2 separate regions of the Oryctolagus cuniculus genome follow, and region 2 is linked to region 1. Evidence: chromatin contacts called from public Hi-C data. All regions are on one chromosome and are shown on one strand. Each heading gives the region's core, a stretch centred on a gene start, on an enhancer-like site or on the middle of the called end of the contact. The rest is flanking DNA. Distances are from core to core; before and after follow the strand shown.

Region 1 (6,014 bases), core at 2,339-4,838:
TCAAAATTAAAAAGATAGATATAAAATTGATGAGGAAGTAGAGCTATTGTATTTCTTGTATGCTGTTGGTGGGGATAGAAATCCCAAAAGTCACTGTGGGAAACTGTCAGCTTCCTCTCCAGCTGGGCCAGAGCAGCCCTTATGTCTAGGTGCCTAAGTCTTGGCCTTCCCTGAACAGTTCTGGTCTATATATACTTTCTTGGAAAGCTGTTCATTTTAGCATTTGTCCTGAACTTTTCCATTTTTTAAATGAACTTGTGTCATCTTTGTTGCTATTACAACACACAAGGTAAGGTATACTGGGTTACAACTTTATTCTTGCAGTTATGGCCATGAACTTGTCTAATAGCTTGGGTGCATAAATAGGGACTGTGACTTGTTTTTACTTTTTTTTTAAGATTTATTTTTTTTATTTACCTGAAAGTCAGATTTAGAGAGAGAGGAGAGAGGAAGAGGGAGAGAAAGAGGGATGAAAATGTTTTGGAAATAGATAGCAGTAATTATTATACAACACTGTGAATGCAAATTAGTGACACTAAGTTGTATGGTTAAACAGTAAATTTTATGCCACATCTATTTCACCATAAAAAAGTGCTATTCTACCAATCTAAATTGAAACTATGCTTTTCAGAATTTCATGTACACACAAGTAATCTCTCTATTTGCTGCCCACCACTCATCAGATTTTACAAATGTTTGAGTATTTGAATAATTACTTTGTTAGTCAGCCTAAATGTCCTGCAATAGTATTGAAAATTTTGGAAGAGAATCCTTGAAATTTGGTTGAATTTTGTTCAGAATCCATCAGAAATGTCAATCAAAATGTTAATCAAAAATTGAGCAACCAGGGTTGGCGCTATGATGTAGTGGGCTAAGCCTCTGTCTGTGGCGCTGACGTATGGGTACCAGTTCATATCCTGGCTGCTCCTCTTCCACTTCAGCTCTCTGCTATGGCCTAGAAAAGCAGTAGAAGATGGCCCAAGTGCTTGGGCCCCTGCACCCACATGGAAGACTTGGAAGAAGCTCCTGGCTCATGGCCCAGTCCAAGCCTTTGTGGCCATTTGGGGAGTGAACCAGTGGATGGAAGACCTTTCTCTCTGTCTCTCCCTCTCTCTATCTCTAACTCTACTTCTCAAGTAAATTAAAAAAAAAAAGAATCTCAGCATACTGCAATATTGAAAATCACGCTTGGAAACAGAAAGACATTAATATATGTCCTTATAAAATCAAGAGGGGAGAAGAGGAGTGAATCAACTAAATGATGAGAACTGAAGAACTGTACAAGATTTAATTTTGAAATTCTGAAGTTGTACATTGGACCATATTGACATATTTGATAGAATTCTTATTTTTAATTGAATGTATCTGTATTCTAAATCAGAAATTAATGGAAGGAATTGAGGCTTAAAATTTTGTTGCAAATGTATGTGGCAAAACACTTGAAAGAGTCGACACGACCGATTATGTAAATTTTGTATATAAAATATTTATTGGATAGAGACAAAAAGGTAGTATCTGTGGAAAATACTTGGTATAAATATTTATGCATTTCAATATGACAAAAACTAAGACTGAGATTATTCACGACTTAACAGATTTTGTTCTGAATTTGTAAGGTACCCCAAAACCTATTGAGAACATTTTCTGCATTAAGAATACATTCTCTGGGGAAAAAAATCTGTTGAAGGTGTTAGAGACCAAATTGATAAGCATAAAATGCAATTTTGATGAATTTTGCTAGCAATTTTACAAAAATATTAATAAGACCACATTAGTAGGTGTATTATTTAGCAAAAGGCTAGAAGTGATTAAGAACTAGTTATAAATGAATATATACTCAAAAAAGTTACTGTATTTTCAAAAGTATTCAGATTTTCAATATAAATATTCAAACAATTTTACTTTAATGTCTGTGGAATATGCTATTTTACTATTTTAGAAGGCATTTTACTCTGGAAATCAGTTTTTAATCCTTATTTTTTTTATGTCTACCAATTTATTAAACTGATTTGATGGTCAATAATTTCATGTGTTTTTTTAATCTTCCTTTAATCTCAAAGTACTCCAGTTTGGATGACTGAAATATAGGCTCACTCTTCTCACTCTTCTCTGTGACCAAGCAATTGTATTCCTAGGTATAGGCCCAGCTAAAATGCTTAAGACCACCCAAGACATCTGTAAAACTATACTGGAAACAACCAAGTGATTATGAGAACACAGAAAGGAGATAGTGCCCCCACAGAGTGGAACCCAGCTCGGTCTCCCGGTCTGTCCCGGCCATAGCTTTGCCAAGAGCTGAGCAGACTGCACTCCCGCCCTTGGGGAGCCGGGCCTGAGACCGCTTTACAAGGAGGAACGTTTTCCTCTCCAACAACAAAGACAGGTGTTTTTTTTTTTTTTTTTTTTTTTTTTTTTTTTTATAGGTAGAGTTACAGACAGTGACAGACAGTGAGAGGGAGAGACAGAGAGAAAGGTCTTCCTTCCGTTGGTTCACCCCCCAAATGGCCACTGCGGCCGGCGCTGTGACGATCGGAAGCCAGGAGCCAGGCGCCTCCTCCTGGTCTCCCATGAAGGTGCAGGGCACAAGGACTTGGGCCATCCTCCACTGCCTTCCTGGGCCACAGCAGAGAGCTGGACTGAAAGAGAAAAAGAGAAGTAACTAGGACTAGAACCCAGCGCCCATATGGAATTCTGGCGCCAAAGATGGAGGATTAGCCAAGTGAACCACGGCGCTGGCCCAAAGGCAGGTCTTAACTTTGAGCTCAACTCCTTCTCGTAGGGCCGTTAGCAACCAAATCAGCGCGCCACCTGCGGCTTCCCTGGGCAGACACGAGGCAGGGCTGTTCCCACACTCTCTCCGGCGCAGCACGGGAGGGGTCCCCCAGAAAGAAGCCCCTGCGCCTGGGACCCTGGCCGGGGCTACCGCTGCTGCTCCTCCTCAGGTCTTAATTCACCAAGCGAAATCTCCTTTCCTGGGAATTGTGTGGTTGGAGCTGAAAAACGTCTCGGGGGTGACGCCTGTTTTTTTCAGAGTCGGAGCTAGAGGGTTAGAGGTGCCGTGATTTGCACCGCGTGGTGGGCGGGCCCGCAGCACGCGCCAGGCGGCCGGGAGCGCATCGCGGCGTGGGCAGGGAGCCCACGCTGCAGTCGCCGCGCGCAGTGGGAGAGCTCACGGCGGAAGGAGGCAAAGCCACGAACCAGCGGCCGTCCCTAGCAGGCTGCTCTGTGGGCGCCTCCTGCCTGAAACCGTAAACCTCACTACTCGGAAGTAAGATACTGAGTGTTTTTCTGTGAGTAATACTGTCCCAGCGTAGTAGTTTGTAAAGATTTAATAGCTTAAAAAGAAAAAGCGCAAACACTGGAGTTCCTACAGCTGTACAGCTGTTACAGTATTACTGTTACCTGTGCAGCGTAAATGCTTTACTTGGTGTTAAAGAATAAGGTATAGTTCAGTTATGCGAGTTCTAAGCAGGCATTGTGCTTACGTTGTGTGTTTTACCTCAGCTACTTTTTGCCACATGTGAGTCCCTCTCTCAAGTTGCTGTGCAGGAGGAGCCAGGATTCGATAGATGGCGCTGCTGCACTGTCTGGGCGGATTTCAGTCTTGCTTAACTGGGACGCCGGCGCCACGAAATTTGTAACCGGTAAAAAGGACAGGGGTGAGGAAGGACACCAGCTCCCTCTCATCTCTAATTCTAGGCAGCTGACAGCTAGCATTTTACGTCTCACTTATCTAAATGCTCTAAAATTCTGTACCTGGACTTAACAGCAGTATTGTGAATATGTCTGTTCCTGGGGGCATTTATCTTTTTATTGTTTAAAGATTTATATATTTGCAAGGCAGAGTGATGGAGAGGTTGGATGGAGAGTGAAGAGAGAGAGAGAGAGAGAGAATATCTTCTGCTCCCTGCTTCACCCTTCCCCCGACACATCCTTCAAATGCCTGCATCAGCTGGGAGCTAGCCAGGCCAAAGCCAGGACCTCCATCAGGGTCTCCCCCATGGGTGGCAGGAACCAAGCACTTGGGCTACTGTCTGCTGCTTTCCAAGTACAGTAGCAGGGAGCTGGATCAGAAGCACAGAACAGCCAGGAGTTGACCCAGGCACTTGTGGGACGGTGGTGTCCCAAATGGCAGCCTAATGTACTTTAATAGAGGCAAAACATGTATCTTCAGTATGTCTCATGTGAAGGTGTTCTGCTAACATATTCTCTCTTGGTCTTACAACTTAAGTAGGTGAACCCTGTCCCCATTCTTTTGACACGTAAGACACGTCCAGAGAAGTTGTGTTACTCTGAAAGCTGAATTTTTACACCTAGAAAATTCCCTTTCAATTAAAAAAAATTACTGCTGCTCTGAGGGCAGGAGAAGCGGGTGCTCTAAGGAACAGGGCAGGATGCTGTATAGAAGGTGACAGAATGTGTGCTGATCTGGCTACGACATCTTTCTTGCCACCTTCCGGCCTGCCATTTGAGCTGGTTAGTAGGCATCAACTTACTCAATTTCCTTCTTTCTTCTGTTTTGTTAAGTATTTTTTGGATCCAAAACCAGATAGAAAATAATATACATGCACCCACCACTCTTACAGGACCTCACAGGACACGCCAACTCCCTAGGTGTTCATCCCTGTTGCGTTCACTGCCCTTGCTTTCTGATAGTTAGAGGTCAACTTTTCCATCTGTGTCCTTGTCACCTATAGTACTAAGTTTGTTTGCAGTTGGCTCTTTTTAAATGAAACATTGTTTTGGAAAATTTTCCGTATTTACACCTAGTTTATTTGTTTTTAAATTTGCACAGTGTTCCATTGAGTGACTTTTGCATGTTTTGTTTAAATGATTCTTCCTTTGATGTATACTTATATTGCTTTCAACTTTCCACTGTTGCTCACAGCACACATTCTTGTTTATGTGTGACATAGTCTTATAAACCTAAATATTTTTGTCTTAAATATTTCATAATAATCCAATATAAAATTTCAGTCTTGTAGCTTGTATTACTTCTTATAGAAGTTCAACAATTTAAAAATATTAGAACAGAGTTTTAAAAATCTATGGGGTGATTCTGCCTCTCAGAAATTCAGTTTTCTAAAAACCTAGAATTGGCATGGTAGGGTTGGAGGTGTGCATGTACCAGGGGTCTCCAAAAGGTTCATGGAAAAATGTATATTATGAAGAAACAATGCATGAATTTCAATTTTTTTATATCAAAACATTGAATTCCATTTTTTTCCACAAACTCTTTGAAGTATCCTCATATTCTACTTCACTTCAAAATGCCAATTGACTCTTTGTGGCAGCAGTTCCTAGTCCTACCCCCTGTGTGTGAGAGCACCCTTTGCCCATCACCTTCCTTAATCTCTCCTCCACTGTGTAAATTTTTCTTATTGAAAATTTCAAATATATACAAAACAGGGGAATAGAATAATTTCCTTTTATGTTCTATCATATTAAATAACATAAATTCCCTGAAGAATAATGTATTTATGCAGGAGTGACATTGTCAGGAGGAAGTTTTTTTTTTTTTTTTTTTTTGACAAGCAGAGTGGACAGTGAGAGAGAGAGACAGAGAGAAAGGTCTTCCTTTTGCCGTTGGTTCGCCCTCCAATGGCTGCCGTGGGTGGCGTGCTGTGGCCGGCGCACCGTGCTGATCCGAAGCCAGGAGCCAGGTGCTTCTCCTGGTCTCCCATGGGGTGCAGGGCCCAAGCACTTGGGCCATCCTCCACTGCACTCCCTGGCCACAGCAGAGAGCTGGCCTGGAAGGGGGGCAACCAGGACAGAATCTGGCGCCCCGACCGGGACTAGAACCTGGTGTGCCGGTGCCGCTAGGTGGAGGATTAGCCTGTTGAATCACGGCGCCGGCCAGGAGGAAGTTTTTAAAGGCGAAATGAGGAGGATTACATAAGGTATCTTGAAATAATCCTTGGCCAGAAGGATCAGTAGCAAGGGTGGCATCAGTCCAAGATTAAGCAGATAAATGATTGTTGGGCAAAGTCCTTGAAGCAGGATTGTTGTGTAAA
Region 2 (6,719 bases), core at 3,720-6,219, 300 kb after region 1:
TAACTCTGCCTTTCAAATAAGTAAGCTTTATAAATATAAAAAAAAAGTCAAATTTACTTAGGATGAATTCAGATCTAAAAGTAGACAGGGAGAGTCGCAGGTACCTTTACAGCAGGCACGCACTCACGCCTGACACAGCACCCAGGTGCGTGGATGTTAGTGTGTGGGTGTCCGGCACTCCGAGCCACCACCTCATCCGGCAAAGACATCTTTTTCCCTTGTGTGGGGCAGTCGTCGATTTCTGGCAAAGGGCAGAGAGTAACTCAGGGGCAGCTAACTGGGGGATGTGAGGGGGGCCTCTCATCCTGCAGGGAGCCTCAGAAAACCAGAAGCATTTCCGACCCGCAGTTCCTGCCAAGACAGGAGCCGCTTCCACACCCCTGATGCCTACAGCCCTTCAACCAAAGCTGCTCTTCCCTTCTGGCTCCTCTCTGCAGGGTGGCTGTCTTTGGCACATACGAAGCTAACACTGGGGTGGGGGAACAGGAGACACAGAAAGGCAAACAGTGCCTTTCAGGGCTCCGTGGGAACCCTTCGTGATCCTGAACTTGCTCTCCACGAGGACCAGTCCTCTCCCCATTGCTGGAAGGAAGACAGAGACAAGAGTCGGGCTTTGGAGCACAGCAGGCCTCCGTTCCAATCCTGTCTGCAATGCTGACCAGGCTGCGGGCTTGGGCACAGTTTTGGAGGCTGGTTTCCTTCTGCATGCAGTGAGTTTTACATCATTGTTTTTGCTATGGATTAGAAACAACGTCCATAAAATGATTGATACACAGTAGTGATCAATAAATACAATCCATCTGGCAGCGCTGACTGCAGGACCCAGAGGCAGCCATGCTGCCTGCTCCCACCTGAGTCCACTCTGCTCACAAATCAGACACACAAATGAGAAATAGCTACACTGGCTTCTGCTGTACCTTCTTAGCAAATGGCAGCTACTGCCTATTCCGCTGTCTGGGGGCACCTGCACAAGGTCACGGGCACAGGCGAAGGAGGGTCCTCAGCACCCACTGGATGAGGAGCAAGCACTGGAGCTGGGGGGCCTCTGGCTCCTTTCCCCACCCATTTCCAGGCCAGTCCTAGTCCTAAACAAAGTTTCTGGACCCACAGTACCCCCTGATGGCTGACAAGAGGAACTTTCTTTTCCCAGCCAGTCTCATCTTCTAAATAAATCCACGAGTCTGGACCACTCCTTCCTGGCAAATTGCAGCCTCTGCTGCCTTGCATTTTAGAAAAGTTTCCTGCTCAGAAATCTCAGGACCATTCATTCCCCTCCCTCTTTCTTCCCTTGCTTGCTTCCATCGACGAAGGCTTAAATGACTGTGATCACGCTTGATAAGCAAACAGTAGGCTGGGTTCACACACCTATCGGGAGAAACCTGGTACACTTAAAAGTAAGACAGTGTCGAGCCAGCCCCATCCCCCTCGAGAGCCCTCAGAGGCACACATCTGCCTTCCTCAGAACAGGCACGAAAGAGGCCCTCGTCTTTCTGCAACTCACAATCAGCGTGCCTCGACGTTATTTTCCCATTTATTTAACAGGCAAAATTGCACTAGTTTGTTCCCTGATGTTTCATTGGAAATATCGTTCCACTACAATAAGGGTTAAGTGCATTCCTGTGGGCTACTCTGGAAACCAAAGCACAATTTTTCAGCATTAGTTCTCTATGGGAAAGTGAATTCAAAGCTTCAAACAATTGCTTTAAAATGAGCTTTGGAAAATGCAACCTACTACAGTTTAACGTTGGAAACTTGGGGTTAGGTGTGGTTGCTTTTCAAAAGTTCCTATTTCTATCTGTATCACTGTGGCTTCTATCTGCTGAGCCAAGACATTCACCAGGACCAGTACTTACAAAGGTACTCAGATGCAACTTCCCTGTACCACCAGTGATTCTTCTTTTATCAAGGAAAAAAATACACTAACCAGGCCTTGGTTTGATAGATGACAGACATGTCCTAGAAGGTTATTAAATTCACTTCCATGTTATGGTCAGCTTCTTGCTGAAAACACATCAAGTATGTCTCAAAATATAAATGCTCCTTTCCGTAACGTACATCCAATACCTTTATTTCTCAAGGTCTGAATTTAAAGTATTTTTACAATGCAAATGAGTTAGACATGAATAATTTAAATGGAAGGAATTTTATGCTTAAATGCATAACTTCTGATTTGGAAAGTTTATCTGAAACTAGAGAGCAGTAACTTGAAGGCATCTCAAATCCTGATATAAACAACTACTTAAAACTTGTCACAAATAAACATCAAAAAGTATAATTTTTCCAATTACCGATACTAAAAATTGGTGGAAAATAACTGACTTATTTCAAAGAATGGTGAGTAGACTATTGTGAGCACATATAGACAGACATAAGGAGCATTTTCAAATGCTTTTATCAAATATTTTCCTAAGTTGTTCATAAATCAAGGAAGGTTGGCATAGGACTTTTTCTTTGAAATGATTTACATATGCATAAAACTGAAATTATTTTATTTTTAACATAAAAGGACAAAGTAACAGGTAGATATCACCTAGCCTTCATCGAACTCTGCAGAAATGGATACGTAAATGCTAATATCACAATAATTAAAATACAAAGAAATCGAGTACAATGTTGTAAAATTAGTGGTGCTTAAAAGGCATTGTAAGGCCGGCGCCGCGGCTCACTAGGCTAATCCTCCGCCTAGCGGCGCCGGCACACCGGGTTCTAGTCCCGGTCGGGGCGCCGGATTCTGTCCCGGTTGCCCCTCTTCCAGGCCAGCTCTCTGCTGTGGCCCGAGAGTGCAGTGGAGGATGGCCCAGGTGCTTGGGCCCTGCACCCCATGGGAGACCAGGAAAAGCACCTGGCTCCTGGCTCCTGCCATCGGATCAGCGCGGTGCGCCGGTCACATCGCGCTGGCCGCGGCGGCCATTGGAGGGTGAACCAACGGCAAAGGAAGACCTTTCTCTCTGTCTCTCTCTCACTGTCCACTCTGCCTGTCAAAAAAAAAAAAAAATTAAAAAATTAAAAAAAAAAAGGCATTGTAAATGGGTTGCCCATCAAAGGCCATTATTTGAGCTGGCATACTCACATTGTTCTGAGAAAAGATTATTTGTTCTCCAATAATGCATACCTTTTAAGTTCCTAAAGTTTTCATGCTATAGATTAAAACACTCAGTGTTAATGTTTTTGAAAGCATTACATTTAAATTATTTTCTCAGGACCCAAAGAGAAAACACCAGAGGAAACATAACCAGACTGAACTGTTTAAAATGTATTTTCCCTTTAATTAAATAAGAAACATCTGTCTGGGGATTTTAGAAATCAATGTAACCCATCCACACTCTGCCTGTACTAGTTTGCATCCAATGTCCAATATTTTGAAAGAAAATTCTTTCTTTCTGTAAAGAATTAAACAGCACCATGGAGTGATGTCTGGGTCTCCCTCTGGAGTGTGGGCACAGCAAGCGCCAAGGACCACTCTTTTCCTAGGTTTATCCTGGGAAAGCAACCAAAGGCTCTCCGTAGTCAGTGACGGTGTCATTTTTCTACTCCTGCGGAGCGTCCGCTCGCCCTGATCTCCAGACAGAAAGGCAACAGAAGTTCCCGGGATGCATCAAGCACACACGGACCAAACAGGAGCATGCTCCCTTCCCCAAGGCACACTAAAGGTTTCCCTCGCCTTCGCCCGGAGTTGAAAGAGCGGATTTCTCTAGGGATCTGGGCAGCCCACAGCACAGGCACAAAGAAAGGGGGAGGTGACTCCAGTACGGCTCTGGTTCCTTCCAACCAGGGCGCACAGTCCGGAGCGACAAACATCACTTACTGGTGGTGTCGAACGGTATCTGCTTGCACTGCGCAGCCCCCTCGGCCGGCCAAGGGCAGTAATAGACGGCTCCCCCTTCCACGATGTCGGGCTGGCTGGTGTTGGCTTTGGGCGCCCCCACCAAGACGCTGGCTCTGCGAAAGGGGTTGCAGAAGGTCACTCGCGGGGAGATCACCGCACGGCGCGCACGCCAGCCAGCCTCAGCGGCGGCCTGCGAGCTGAGACGAGAGCGGGGGTGGCAGGCAGCAGCCCATCTACCGAGAGGAGACTGTCAAACCTAATTTCCTCTTGGAAACCTGGTCTCGGAGAGGGTGCCAACAGCCCCAACTCCTCTCTAGGTGGAGCTCTGTGGCTACAGCGAGATGACAGGAGGGGGGCAAGGGGTCGCAGAGGACGGAACCCGGCTGCTTGTAGCCCACACCGTGGGCCAACAGATATCGGGGTCCTTGCTAACAGCTCGGGTCGATTGGTTCCCTTTCTCTGCTTTGTAGGAAGCACCGGTCTTTGTGCCCGGGAGCTGCCCGGACTCCGCGTTCCATGCAAGTGGCTTGTCTCCAGTTCAAAGTTTGCAAGGCACATGCAACATGCGAGGGGGCTGGGGGCGGGAGCGGGAAGGGACTTGGAATGCCAGACCGCCACTGCCATCCGGCTGCTGGCAGAGGGGCAGGTACCAGACCTGCGAGCCGGTTCGCCCACGCGCGCGGCTTCCCGCGGCCGAGTGACTTACGTGCGAGCGTCAGGTATGTGGAAGTCCACAGCGTAGCCGAAGTAGCTGCCCTCGGGGCCTCCGTACACCGTGAGCTTCTCCACGTCCAAGTTGAACGCCTGCGAGGCGGGGGACCACAGCATCCCCAGCGCGGCCGAGAAGCACCAGAGGCTCGCGAGCCGCTGCGCCAGTCTCCCTCTGGGACGGCGGCGCTCCCCGGCAGACATTGCCCTGCGCCTCCGGCGACTGATCACCGGGGACCGGCAGCTGAGAAGCCCGATGGGGCAAAAGACGAGGATGGCGTCTGGCGGTCCCCAGACGGTCCCGGGGCCGGTGTGTGCGGCGCGTCCTCAGTGACAGTCCCCGCGTCTGCTCCCGCCAGCCCGTCCCGCCGGCTCGGGGGGCTGGCCCAGGGGATCCGCGCGCTCGCCCTCCTCCCGCAGCGGGCGCGGGGCTGGCGAGCTCGCGGCGCCTCCTAGCGGCGGGTCCCCGGGCTGCGGGCCGGAGCTGGCCACTCCCGGGACACCGGAGCCTCCCGGGCGGCTTGGCGCCCGGCGCCTGTTCCGGCTGCCTGGATTTCTTTTGCCATCGCATCTCCAGGACCAGCTGGGTCTCGCCAGTGCCACCTCAAGCCATGATCCATGTAGGGCGAGGGTTTTGCTCTAAATGCACAGCTTGGCTGGAAGGTGAAAGTCGCAGGCAGGGTAAAGCTGTTATCTTTGCGTCCCCAGGTTCCCAGGTGTTCTAAGGTGTTTTAGTGGCAGATGTACACTTAGCAGGAATTTGAACAGGAGGCTCAGACTTGGGAATTGTGGTAGGAGAGGTGGAAGGAAAGTATTAAAGACACAAAGGCTGGGATTGAATGGAATAAAAGGGATTGGTTAGGGAGTGGTGAGAAATGGGGCTGGATGGCTCTCTGGCGGAGTCTTAATGAGAAGAACGTTTAGGGAGACAAAGGAAGCCAGTTCTAGAGCAGAGACAGGACAAGCCCACAGGGATTCAAGTTTCACGGCCAGGGTGGCCGAGATGGCAGTGGGAAGCTACTTGTTGAAAGGAAGAGAAAGCAAAGAACCTGTTTGCCTCAATGCATTGGGTCATCAAGACCCAATCTGGTCATCGGAAGGAAGGAAGGGGAGGTGGGAAAAGTAAGAGACAGGGCGGTGGGCCAGCACGGTGACAGAGGAAAGAGCCTGCAGTGAGTGTGAAGCTTCTACTCCGAAGACAAGGATGACAAGCCGCAGTGGGGGCAGGGTGAGCAGGTTTGGGAAGTGGGGGTGGATGAGATGCTGGCCCTGTGGACTGTGTGTTACTAGCCTGGGATCAGTACCAAAAAGCCAGGCTTTCTCATTTCCCTTACATCAGAACCCACTTGGTAGACTGATTTGAACTTGATGTCTTCACTCGTCTTGTTCCCATAAAAATACTAAAAATAAATAACTTATCAGAAGCTTCCCTGGCAAATCATCACGTCTGGATAATTTCCTAACTGGATCACTCTTTCCCAGATAAGGACTGAAGAGTAGATGATCTAAGACTTTCTATCCCAGTCCAAAAGTCCATCTGTATGGAGCACACGGTCCGCTACTCGCATCAGGTGGCAATTGTTAATGAAAGTGAGGGTCTCCGCTGTATGTTCCAATGCAGGATGCACATGTGGCCTACACGTGGGAATGCTTGGAGCTGTCAGGGACGCTGAGGCTAGGGAAGAACAAGTCAATCATTTCCTGACATGGCATGCTTGCAATTGGGGAAGTTATCATACTGCAGGCAAGCCACAGGTTTATGTGAAATGTCTACGTAGGTAGAAAGCAATGGCGTGACCCTAGACACGATCCTGACCCATATCATGACTGACTGGACAAAACCAGCTGTGCACGAGGGCACTTCAAAACGCTCTTAGAAAATGCAACCAAAAGATAAGCTTATTCTGGTGCAAATAAACATTGAAATCCATTCATATAAAATGGAAATGTGCGTTATGGAAACTGCATGGATTTCAAACACTGTTTTAAAGATTTATTTATTTATTTATTTGAAAGGCAGAGCTACAGATAGAGAAAGAGAGGTAGAGAGAAAGGTCTTCCATCCATGAATTGACTCCCTAAATGGTTGCAACAGCCAGAGTTGGGCCAATCCAAAGCTAGGAGCCAGGAGCTTCTTCCAGGTCTCCCACGTGGGTGCAATAGCCCAAGCACTTGGGCCATCTTC

The links. A called contact is a pair of places that touch in the nucleus more often than the background predicts.
Region 2: a Hi-C map of embryonic fibroblasts shows a contact between it and region 1, with 2.6 times the contacts expected there. The contact joins the promoter of ITGA8 here to the enhancer-like site in region 1. A contact is called at or near these places in 4 of 6 Hi-C or Micro-C datasets (ear pinna, embryonic fibroblasts, skin fibroblasts and 1 more).

The regions. Positions count from the first base shown.
Region 1 is chr13:41,502,798-41,508,811 of mOryCun1.1, forward strand. No RefSeq gene overlaps it. Among named protein-coding and RNA genes, the nearest start is that of FAM171A1, 32 kb to the left of the region's middle. Within about 2 kb of position 3,589, at least 3 of the 8 cell types and tissues checked have an H3K27ac peak or open chromatin away from gene starts, as enhancers often do.
Region 2 is chr13:41,805,765-41,812,483 of mOryCun1.1, forward strand. ITGA8 (integrin subunit alpha 8) reads right to left here and starts at 4,970. Exons shown (of 30, transcript XM_002717427.5): 1 at 4,533-4,970; 2 at 3,806-3,939. The coding sequence starts at 4,738.